2 separate regions of the Mus musculus genome follow, and region 2 is linked to region 1. The links are chromatin contacts, called in public HiChIP or PLAC-seq maps. All regions are on one chromosome and are shown on one strand. Each heading gives the region's core, a stretch centred on a gene start, on an enhancer-like site or on the middle of the called end of the contact. The rest is flanking DNA. Distances are from core to core; before and after follow the strand shown. Region 1 overlaps Foxn3 (forkhead box N3). Region 2 overlaps Gm26839 (predicted gene, 26839).

Evidence for each region. HiChIP or PLAC-seq counts read pairs in DNA pulled down with a chosen protein or histone mark.
Region 2: a contact with region 1 is called in an H3K27ac HiChIP or PLAC-seq map of heart atrium, with 4 times the contacts expected there. The contact joins two enhancer-like sites. A contact is called at or near these places in 1 of 484 Hi-C or Micro-C datasets (cerebral cortex) and 1 of 115 datasets of contacts at active chromatin or transcription factors (heart atrium).

The regions. Positions count from the first base shown.
Region 1 is chr12:99,212,051-99,218,136 of GRCm38.p6, reverse strand. The region is part of intron 4 of Foxn3 (forkhead box N3); the gene reads left to right. Among named protein-coding and RNA genes, the nearest start is that of 4930474N09Rik, 52 kb to the right of the region's middle. Within about 2 kb of position 2,111, at least 38 of the 459 cell types and tissues checked have an H3K27ac peak or open chromatin away from gene starts, as enhancers often do. A contact at or near this core is called in heart atrium, where this site is marked.
Region 2 is chr12:99,608,568-99,614,278 of GRCm38.p6, reverse strand. The region is part of intron 2 of Gm26839 (predicted gene, 26839); the gene reads right to left. It overlaps Gm35644 (a long non-coding RNA gene), which reads left to right. Exons shown (of 4, transcript XR_001780667.2): 4 at 3,931-4,183. Among named protein-coding and RNA genes, the nearest start is that of Gm35644, 8.7 kb to the left of the region's middle. Within about 2 kb of position 4,373, at least 48 of the 459 cell types and tissues checked have an H3K27ac peak or open chromatin away from gene starts, as enhancers often do. A contact at or near this core is called in heart atrium, where this site is marked.

The sequences.
Region 1 (6,086 bases), core at 862-3,361:
TTCCTCAGCTCGATGCCACTGTGTGCTGTGGGTATTACTTCATGTGTATGTACTTCAGATAGACTGGTCCCTAGGCTGAGAAGGGAATGGAGAGTCTAGGAAAGTCAAGGGGTGTGGAGTGAGCACTAAACAGATCTTCAGTGTCTCTCCTGAAAGTCTCTTATTCCTGGCCTCTTGACCACAGGTTGGGTTCTCCTGAATTGCTAACAGGATTGCTTTTTGATATTTCCTTGGCCAAACGAGCCTTTCCTCTCTCCATCCCTGTAACTCTCCAACTGTAATTCTCTTTCTGCAATATCCACAGTCCTATTTACGTCCAAGTGCCGCACTGAGTTTTAAAAGCGCTCATGTGTTAAAGGTGTGGATTCTTTTTCCATTCTTTCTAGGGTGGGGTTCCACGTCATCCTGGCTGGCCCCCAAACTTGCTGTGTAGCCAGGGATGACCTTGAACTACTTCTCCTCCTGCCGCCATTTCTCTGGCAAGCACCACCTTACCTTATGTGCATATGTGCGCTAGGGATGGAAACCAGGACTCTGACGGAGCTCTATTACCCAGCTCTGTAGGATCATTTTAGTGGGCTTTTTAAAAAGAAAGCTTTTACCAACATTCTGTGAAAGTGTAGCCACACCCTTCTCGAGGGCCCAGGCCAAGAAGGCTCTCCAGGGTCCTGGCAGGCACCACTGGGATGCCCATGAAGGTCACCAGAGGACACACTCAGAGACAGGAACAGCAGTGGGGACTGAGAACAAGAAGAGCGTGGACACTGGCTTCATATCTGCCTTCCCATCTGGAGGTCAAGTGTAAGCACAGTCAGTGGCAGGCTGCAGAGCCCCTAAAGATTGGAACCGTGCCATAGTTAGGGATCATGTCAAATCCATCATCTCCTAGTGGACACAACCAGAGGGAAGTATATCCACAGGTCTTTTTAGCCCATTCCAACTATAGCTTTATTTTCCTCTACATTGCCCGGTTGGGGTTGGGAGTGGTTTTGCAAGACTGGGTTTCCCTATGTAGCTGTCCTGGAGCTTGCTCTATAGCCCAGGCTGGCCTCAAACTCAGAGGTCAGCCTTCCTCGGCCTCCCAAGTGCTGGGATTGAAGATGCGTACCACTACTGCCTGGCAACGTTGCTGGTCTATTGCCTTGAGATTGGAGGCAGTGCCTCGATCCCTAAAGGGAGAAATCATACAGAGCCAGAATGATGACGATGCTGTCTCCCACCCTGCTACTGTTGCCCCAGGCCTAGGTATGAATCCTCAGTAAATGTATAAAGGCAACAGCCAGCCTCCATGATGGAGAACTGGCAGCGTGCATAGTGAAGCTCGTGGTTGTGTGTCCCTCTCTCTGTGGGTTCACACAGACCTTTTCCCATGGTCAGGAGCTGGCCAGCCTGGCTTCTGAGAACCCCATATGTTTTCTGCTGCTCTCTTCCCTGGGGCTGGGTGCTGTGACCAGGCTCTGTTTATAGAGCCTCCTCGCGCCTTGCTATTTATAGCTTCCTGCTTCACCCCTGAGCTGCCCCTCTGAGTGGCAAGCTACCCACCTCCTCTCCTGGCACTGTTCAGTCCTGGCAATTAACAGGCTAGCTTGGTTGCTAGAAAGGGCTCCCCCCACCCCGCTTTGTCATTGTGCTTTGTAGCCACTGCACTTCAGGTCACCAAGTGGCAGCCCCTTAGATTTCTTCCCTGTTTGGCATCCGAAAGTCTAAGCCAGGGCCAGCACACTGTCTCTAATGCTCAGTGAGTTTTAGAAAAGAGTCTGCCTGAGACGCTAGTGAGAACCCAGGAGCCCTGTGCCCCCTGCAGGGGTCGGACTGCAGTCCCGAGGGTCACCCCCTCTTGTTTCAGTTGTCTACTGCAATTTGCAGAGAGGCACAGTTAATTAAAGCCTTGGCTTCTAACAGTTCGTGCCCCTGGTGTCACTCAGTGTGTGGGATACATTCTGCAAGAAGGGCCATCGCGCGCAAAATGCCACTTCCAGAACAGCCAAGAGCATGGCTGTCTACTCATCTTACCTTCTGAAATCAAAATCTATCCACCTACTCCAGTCTCTCCCTAAAACGTGGTGGTGTAGACGGATCTCAGCTGCTCGCATCTCCTGAATCACCTGCCTAGTAGCTCCCTTGACAATCCTTATGAATCATCTTTAACCCCTGTGGAGAAACTAGGTCACCATAAGCCATCTCCAAAGGCTTATATAATCCTTGGTTGGAATTTTCCCAGAGACGGAACTCTCAATAATAAACAAAACAGCAGAATGGACCAAGAGGGGTGGGGAATGCTGTCTGGAACCGGGGTATATGTCCTTTATATAGGGCTCCACAGAAGAAAGACCACAGGAAACAGGTTGTGCCCTGCCTGCCCTGCCTGCCGTGACAGCCCTTCCCCAGCCTGCTTCCAAGCAAGCAGGTGGAAAGGGTGCCTTCAGGGGAGGAATGATGGCAGGAATGGCCTGCTGCTCTACTTATGGCCTCTCATAGTGTTAGCCAGGGCTGCCCTCCAATGGCAGAGCTGCAAGCTCCCTGCTGAGGTTAATTTTAGACCTTGCAAAGACTAAGGGAGATGCATATCAAAGAGCGAGGCAGGTGAAGTGCTGATGGCCAGCACAGTGTGCAGGAATGTTTGTTTTATGCCTCGGACCTTTCAGAACAGAAATGAGCTTTAGACCCTGGAAAGTGGCTCCGTCAGTAGTACTTGTGTGAGCACCTGAGTCCCAGACGTGGGGTTTGGGGTTAGGGAATACATGCCTGTAATTCTGGTGCTAGGGGGGCAGGGACAAGCAATCCCTAGCTCAATGGCCATCGAGTATGCACTGATCCATGCTGCTTCTCCCTGGCCAGGTGTGAGTGTCACAGTCTAGCTGATTTGAGAAGGCCTTGGAGACATTTAAGAAAACCAGTAAGTGCTGGGGAGTCTGGTGCTGAAGCCTGTGCAGTGGCTCCAGCAACCGTTCTCTTCTCCCGGGTTGCTGGGAGAAAAGATGGGAATGCTGTCGACCAGAAAGGGATGCTTAGACCTCTTCTACTGAGCACACAGAGTTAGAAGTTGCCTTCAAATGTGTATTTTCTTTAGTATTTGACTGAGCTGCCTCCTAACTCCATCTCAGAACGTGAGGTGATGGGTTGTGTTGGTCTTTGAATGTATTGATTTTTTTTTTTCAGGAGGTGCATAGTGAGAGAAGGGGTCTTAGTCAGGGTTTCCATTGCTGTAATGAAACACCACAAACAAAAAGCAAGTTGGGAAGAAGGGGTTTATTTGTCCAGGTCATAGTCCATCATTGGAGGAAGTCAGGTAGAAACTCAAGCTGGGCTAGAACCTGGAGGCAGGAGCTGATGCAGGGGCCATAGAGGGGTGCTGCTTACTGGCTTGCTTCATGTGGCTTGCTCAGCCTGCTTTCTTATAGAGCTCCAGGACCAACAGCCCAAGGATGGCGCCACCTACCATGGGCTTGGGCCTCCCCCATTGATCATTAATTAAGACAATGCCTTACAGCTGGATCTCATGGAGGCATTTCCTCAACTGAGGCTCCTTCCTCTCTGATGACTCTAGCTTGTGTCAAGTTGACACACAAAACCAGCCAGTACAGAAGGGAAAGAAAGATGCTAATTTTAGGCTAAGGGCAGGCGACTGGGCTCATATTCCTGCCTAGTGTTCAGTGGAAAAGGAGACGGCTCTCAATGCCTTTTTCCACAGAGCCATTGTGAACTGGCTGTGCCAGTTTCCAGAGACCTCATTCCTGACACTTGCGGGTGGGGACAGAAAGGAGAAGAGATGGAGGCACACTTAAGTGTCACAGCTGGCTCTTGGCAGCCAGTGAGCGGGCACATGCATGCTCACCATCTCAGTCTGGAGTGTGCTGCCAGTGAGGAAAACCAAGAAATGGCAGGGACTGGAGGCCAGACTCAGCAGCTCCCCTGAGAAGGAGGGCTGGGTTCAGAGGGTGAGCCACCTTACGTAAACGTTCCCAGGCAGTTTCAAATCTCAGGCACACATCTGCTACTGCTGCCAGGTTGCTTTGAAATGAATACAGCACATTAATTGGGAAGATGTGTATGTAGGGTTAGGGCTAGCTACCAAAGGCATAGTAGACTGGAAAGAATTGAATTTCCCCCATTAAACCGTGTGCCTTAGAGATAATTCACTGGAGTTTCTGGAGAGGTGATGTGGGCTGCTTGAAGGATAATGGGAGCAGAGTTGACATTAAAGCACACATCACCAGCCCCTAGGCTAAGCAGTTTTCATAGCCTTCCTTATGTAATCCTCAGAACAACCCTACAAGGTGTGTTTGTGCCACCTGACTAGGGTGGGATACCCAGTGTTATCTGATGCCATGCTACACAGAGCCCTTCTTAGACTCTGCACAGTGGGTCAGGAGTATCTCCAAAGCCTGGCCTCCAATAGGTGTTTGCTGGAGCCAGTTTCTTCCTGTTTTCCCTTCCTGCCGAAGTGTCCTGGTGTGTGAAGTGTCTGGACGTTCAGGCAGAGAACTGTGCATATGGGGCATGGGCCTCTGACCGTGGGTCCTCCTCATTGGCGGGTGACTCATGACCACATGAGTGTGCCCTGTGACTCCCATTGGCCCACTTCCCTTCCAGGGGTGATGCTGACAGTATGTACCTGGGAACCAAATTATCACAGGAGCCGTCATTGCTGTCGTCATTGCTGTCCTAGCCACTCGGTCACCAGGAACGCAGCTCAGGCCTAGCTCAGTCTAGCTTTCGTCTTGTTCCCTTTTGTGGGTTTTCAGCTGACCTGAGGTTGGGGAGGCACAGTGCCTCGGGGTTCTTCTGTTGAACGTGGGTCTGACGATGATACCGACTCTCACGCATTTCCTAGATATGAGTGCGTCTCTAACCTCAGTAAACCTCCCCTGCAAGATCACTTTGGTGGGAACACCACTTGCAGGGGGTGAAACATCCCTGGCTTACTTGAGTTGACATAGCTTGCTTCAGAGACAAAGCAATTAACTGGCAGAAGTGGGGCACAGACCTGGCGTTCCTAGCCACCTCCTTGCAGGCCACTTTCCTGCTCCGGACTGCTGCTCTGGGTAAAGTCCCAGTGTGCCTGCATTCCTTAGCTGCTTCTCTGTTGCTGCTAGGATGAAACACCATGACCAAAATAACTCAAGGAGGAGAAGGTTCCAGAGGGATGAGTCCATTGTGATGGGACGGTGGCCAGAAGCCGAAAAGTCACACCTTCCATCACAAGCACAGAGCAGAGGGTCGGCTGGAAAGCAGAGCCAGGCTGTTCACTCTCAGAGCCCGCCTCCAGCAAGGCTACACCTTCTCTACACACAGTGTCAAGTGTTCAAATGCATGAGCCTCTGGAGGGCATTACTTATTCAAACTACCACAGTGGGATGGCCTCCTGCAGCAAAGACCATGTTCTTCGTTTCCTTTTGCACGCAGTGCATTTATTTTTACCGTTTCTGAGTATGCGGGCTGCTTTTCTGCCTTCGAGGTCCAGTGCAGACAGCGCTCCCCATAACAAGTCCTCAGGGCACCTATACTTGGCATCAGGCATCTCCATCTGTGCGGCGATAACCCCCACACCAACCTTAGAACTTACCCTAGCATTTCTTCACACACGCACACCCAGTCTCTCTCTCCGATTTAACTATAGTTACCCTGACTCAGAGGAAGACACTAATTACTGACAATGGTTAGAATCATGGTACAGATTTTCAGGATTTAAGTTCTTTTGTGACGTGGCCCATTGTATCCGATCCATTTACTGTTCTCCGTGAGAGCCACAGTGAGACGCCCACAGTGTCAGCATTAAGCTCATCCAATGACTTTGGGAATGCCATCAGAAGTCTTCGAACCCCTCTCCCGCAGTCTCCAGACAGCTGACAAAAGCCCATACACACTCAGTAGACTACAGCAGGTAGCTGCAATTCTGAGTTCTCCTGAACCTGTCTCTTCCCATTGTAAACTATAAATCCATTTATGATTAATCTTCACGTGCAGTATCCGGTAAGGGTCAAGGTTTGTTTTTATCCCAAAGGGTTAATCCCGTGCTGTGATACTTCCTAACACTCTGCTGCCTTGATACCTACCTTTGTCAAAGCTCACTTGGCCATACTAAG
Region 2 (5,711 bases), core at 3,124-5,623, 390 kb before region 1:
TTTTAAGTTAGCCATGGAGACAGTGAGGAAGCCCAGGTGTTAGGGGTAGCATGTTTAGAGTGCCCAGCTGAGGCGGAATTCAGAAGGTACCCAGTTCTGGGATCCTTTGTCCCAGGAAAAAGGCAGACCTAGGATCGATTCATGATACAAAAAGACATAATGCAAAGCTAGGTATGGTAACATACACCTTTATTTGAGGATTTGGGAAGATTAGGAATTCAAAGATCTCTTTGGCACAAAGCAAGTTCAAAAGCCATCCTGGCCTATATGACCCTGTTTCAAAAAAGAAAGAAAGAAAGAAAGAAAGAAAGAAAGAAAGAAAGAAAGAAAGAAAGGAAGGAAGGAAGGAAGGAAGGAAGGAAGGAAGGAAGGAAGGAAGGAAGAAAGAAAGAAAGAAAGAAAGAAAGAAAGAAAGAAAGAAAGAAAGAAAGAAAGAAAGGAGAGAGGGAGATAGAGAGAGAGTGTGAGAGAGAGAAGGAGGAAGGGAGGGAGGAAGGAAGGAAGAAAGGAAGGAAGGAAGGAAGGAAGGAAGGAAGGAAGGAAGGGAGAGAGGAAGGAAAGGAAAGGGGGAAAAGAGAAAAAAAAAAGAAAAAAAGAGTTTGGGAAGACCAAAAGGAATGGACCTCTTTGCCTCTACCCAGAATCCTCTCTGACTTCTTGAGTGTCTATTTAACCTAAAACCAACCTCAAGCAACAGATCCTTTGACTCCTTTGATACCCGCGACACCCTGAGTTTCTGCAGTCTCCTCTATGCCTTTCCCACATCCTTTCCTCCTTCCCAGTTCTTGATGGCCCACCTGGTGTCTTTTCCATCTCCACCCTGGGTGCAGTTCTTGGTATATAACACATCTAGCCAATATCTGTGAAATAAACCAAAGGGAGAAAAGCCAGATGTCCAAAGTAAAAGGTGTGTTTCCCAGAAACTTAGCTCAGAAAAGGTTCTTGGAAAAAAACAATATGTTTTTACTATAATATTTAAATGTCTAGCTTCATGTGCTCACACAAGCTTCTATGGAAGCAAACAGGTCAGAGTAATGGCAGACAAGGGTCTCACGCCGAGAGCACAGGCTGACATGCCTAGTAGTTACTGAGAGACCAAATGTTCTTCTTCCCAGAAGTGTTTCTGTCTCTGTTCCCTCTTCTAGAGCTCAGAATACTCTTTCTCACAAAGCCTGTTGTTGGGGGTTAGGACGTTTCTAGGAACTATTCGGCTTAGCTCAAGCTCAGTTAAATTAGCTGTCTTAGTTGGTAGGTGGAGCCATTACAGACAGCCATCGTGATGGCCGTTTCAGAGTATGTGGCCTTTGGTTTGTTGTTGTTGTTTCAGTTCAGAGAGTGACAATTCATTTGGGGGTGAGAGAGGTTTCACCCCCTTTCCTGGCACTTGTACAATAAGGAAAAGCAAAAGAACAAAACACAGAGACAGTGAGGGATCTACACGACCTGCCCATCCCTGGCCCAGAAGCTACAGAATACATAACGAACCAAACTGTCCTCGAGGAGGGGCAGGGGAGACTCCGAATCCTGCCCCTTCAGCCCTCTGGCCTTTGGTTTCTTAAACCCCAGTACACCACGTGCCTGATGGGTGGAGAGCAAGTATGTTCGGGAGAAATACTTCCCTCACAGTACAGCTGGGACTGGGCTGGAATGCAGAGCTGATTATACCATACCACAGGCAGGTGCTTTTTAGAACTCTTTGTCTCCTGCATAATAAATATTAAACCCTTTAAACTAACGGGTATTCACCTGCCTTACCCAAGCAGGATAGGGCACCTCATCTGCCTCACCTTGCCCCAACCGTGCACTTCAAATGCAAATTCTTTCAAGCCTTTTAACTGGGACTAAAGGTTAGAGAACACAGCGGTTGATTGAATCTCTTTTGGAATCTGAAAGGGTTTGGGGAGATGGCTTAGTCAATAAAGTGTTTGGTGCACAGACATGAGAACTTGAATTCAGCTCCCCAGCACCTATGTAAAAAGCCTGGCTTGTCCTTACAGCCCATAATCCCAACCCTGGGAAGACAGACAGATGGATGCTGGAGCTTGCTGGAGCTTGTGGGATCTTGCTAGATGGCTAGTATAACTAAATCAGTAAGCATCAGGTTTTGTGAGAAACAAGCTCACTGTCTCAAAAAAAAATGAGGCAGAAAGTGACTGAAAAGGGCAGCTGACACTGACATCTGCCCTCTGTGTGCTCCTACGTGAATATAGTCTCTCTCTCTCTCTCTCTCTCTCTCTCTCTCTCACACACACACACACACACACACACACACACACACACAAACACATCACACACATATACATACATTTCAAATAATAGTAATGACAGATTAACAATCGAAAGGGCTATGGCTTACCTTTGTACACAATCACCAACCACTCACTAGAGTGTTAGCAGGTATATTCGAGATTAAGGTGTGTTACTGATGTGGTCCACAGATGCACAATGGTGTGTGCTATTATCCCCATCCACCTCCCCCAGTTTGTACCCACAGCATCCTCAGCCGGCATTTTGACAGGCTGACAGCTAGGCCTGCTGTTCATTGTTGACCATGACTCTCGTTGCCTCGTGTTGCCTGCACCACACATCTGGAAATGTGAGCACAGCCACGGGAGATCCATCGTCCCTTCTCGGTTGGTGTTGAAACCCACCAGTTCGTCAAGAGCTTCTGAAGCGCCTCACTTGTGCTTCCTCAGCAATCCGTTCTCAAAATACAGTCTCTGAGCAGAGGTTTTACCCACAACTATCACTAATGCGCTCTCATCCTACGGTCCTTCTCTTTATTGTTAGTAATTCGGGACAGACCCCAGGAGGCTGTGGGTTCTGCCCTGTGGGATCCTGGGACAAAGGACTTGATGCTTTAGCACTTGGGTGTGTATTCAGGTACCCATGTGCTTAGAGGCTAGGGCTCAGTGTCTTCCTCTCTCATGCTCAGCCCCGCCCCTTTTGAGACAGGGTCTCTCACTAACCCTGGAGCTCACTGGTTAGGTGAGACTTGCTGGCCAGCAAGCCCCGGCAGCCTCCTGCCTCAGCCTCCCCAGGTGCTGGGGTTACAGAACACAGCACCACCCCCAGCTTATCCTCAAGGGAGCTGGGCATCCATCCAGGTCCCCATACTTGCACAGCAACCACGGTAGCTACCTGAGCCATCTCTTCAGTCTGCCATTGGCTATTTCTGGCCCAGAGTATGCAGGTCACGTGGACAGAGTTTTCAAAGCCCACCTGTGACTCTTGTCATTCCATGCCTGCTCTGGTCACCTCCCGCTCCGTCCTTGGGCACCATGGTGGCTGTTGCAGTCTTACTGATGCCTATAGTAACAGCCACTGTTAAAAGCTCACTATGCACCATGTGCTTTCAGAAGGGCGATGTGGGCTCCATCTAGACTTGGTTACATTTGAACTTTATCGCCAAATATGTTGGTGACCTTCAACACTTCTTTCAATGGTTTCACCTTTTAAAGATTCCATTTCCTAATGGAAAAAAAAAATCTATAGCTACTTCATGGTATCGGCACACATACTAATGTACTTGTGTTTCATGTTCATGTTCCTTCCTCTTTTAGAGTCCAATTTGCTTCTGTTCCCCACCTGCCAAAACCCTACCCAGCCCAGGGAAAACACCTTTCTACAAACTTAACCAAACTTCAAAGGTCTATTTCCCCTGGGTTCCTAAAACTCCTGTTTATGTGTTTTATAACCTAGGGTTGTTCAAAGCATGCACACAAGGAACTGTCACAGCCACAGAATAGTCATAACTACCTTTGTCCAGTCCTGACGTCATGCGTGATTGTAGGGACTTCTGCGTGTGGCTTGCTTTGCCCATCTGCTTCTTAACCCTGGGAAACACTGCCTAAGAACCTCCTAACCTCAGACTCCCTTGATGTCAACTTCAACTTCTGATACTTTTCTGTTCTTTTTCCTCCTGTGTAGCACACACCCATCGGAACGATCACGTATGCAGGCAATTGGTTTGCCCAAGCAGAACGAAGCCACTTGAGTCTAACTGGTTGATCATGGCGTTCCCAGCATTTACGGCAGCGCCCAATACTTAGATGATGTCCGAGAAGCCCGGATATAAATGAACACCAAGTCCAGAGAGAACCAGGTTTGCGCATCAGCCCTAAAGCCCTGTGCTGTACCCTCCTTCCCTGCTGTTTAGCCACCCAGGATACCGAATACTGTTCCGGTTTACCAAGGGAAGCCTTTTTAAAAGGTTTTGGCCTTTCTTCTGAAGCTGCGGGGGGGTGGGGGGGGCACCACTGAGGATTGCAAAGGGAAGCACATAGTGTCCCCTCGTTTGTCTTCTGTGATCCAACTCCTGTCTGGACTGTCCAGCTGCTTAAAACACTGTCAGTGCCCTGTCACATGGGTTCCAAAAATAGCCCCTCCAGGAGACAAATGACGTGACCTTGGGTGCTGGCTATGCTCTGGATACGCTACTGGTGGGAGGATTCTGTCCATTGGGACTTTTTCCCTTCAGACTCAGGGATGTGGCTGGAGGCCATGCTGTCCTCAGCCTGTCTGTCTACTCTTAGGTTGGACAGTCTTAGAGTCTCTCTTCCATCTCCTCTTAAACTTGTATTTTCCAGAACAGCACCTAGATTTCTAGCAAGCAAACAGTACCTCCAGGCGTTCTGACGCAGGAGCTCTCACAGGGCATTAGCTGCCTTTGTATCACACTATTGTAACACTTGCTTCACTCCGCACTTTATGGCAAGCTGCCTTTCTACATCCTAGATTTTATACTTCTTCTTCTTCTTCTTCTTCTTTTAATACAAATGCTTTATTTAACAATTGTAGGTCATTCCATGGGCTAAATCGTGGATATCCAGAACCCAGCATCAAGCACAACCTTCGAGCTTCTCTTTCTGACTCCAATAGGGTGAGCATGTCACCCTCTCGAAGGGGGCCTTTGACATTTTGGATGATAGGGCGGCTGGTGTCACCCATAAATTCCACTCACACCTGCGTGCACTGTCCCTGCGAACCAATCCTGCCCAGCACTTTGGTTACCCTAGCCAGCTTGATGGGCTGCACGCGACTCGTGTCCATGATGGCGCTGATCTGGCGGAAAGATTTTACACTTCTTAAAACGAACATTCTCTTTCCATTTTCCTCTCCTCCCAGCTCAGGCCTTGCCCGTATCAACCGTTTCATAGTCACAGATCAACTGGCTTCAGTGGATGAACCGTTATCAAGCAAGAAGGAATTTTTTTTTTCTGCTCTGATTCGAGGGTCTGGTTGAACCTCAGGAGGAGACATGGGAAAGGCTGAGTAAGGGTCAGGGGATGCGACCTTTCCTTCTGACAGTTTGTCTGAATGTTTTCTCTCTCCCTTTATTACTGGGGATCAAAAGGAAGGAAGGAAGGAAGTGGTACGCGTGTGCCTTACAGGGCTTCTGCCAAGATCGATACTTTCTGTTTACAGATGATTTCCTTTCCATTTCTGTAGCGTTCTTACAAAGGGGAAAAAGAAGAAAAGAAGAAGAAGAAGTAAAGAGAAACTTGCAGCTGGGGAGAAGTCATTGGGAATTAAATGAATTTGTTGACCAGATTTTTTTTTTTTGACTAGCTAACACCATTCTATTTTCCCAATATCATTTTTTTAACTTTACTCATGTGACCCCACATTTTTCTTTTAAGGCTAGATATCTAAAAAAGAAGAAGAAAGAAAAAAGAAAAACAAAAAACTCATCTATTTTTGAGTTGAGT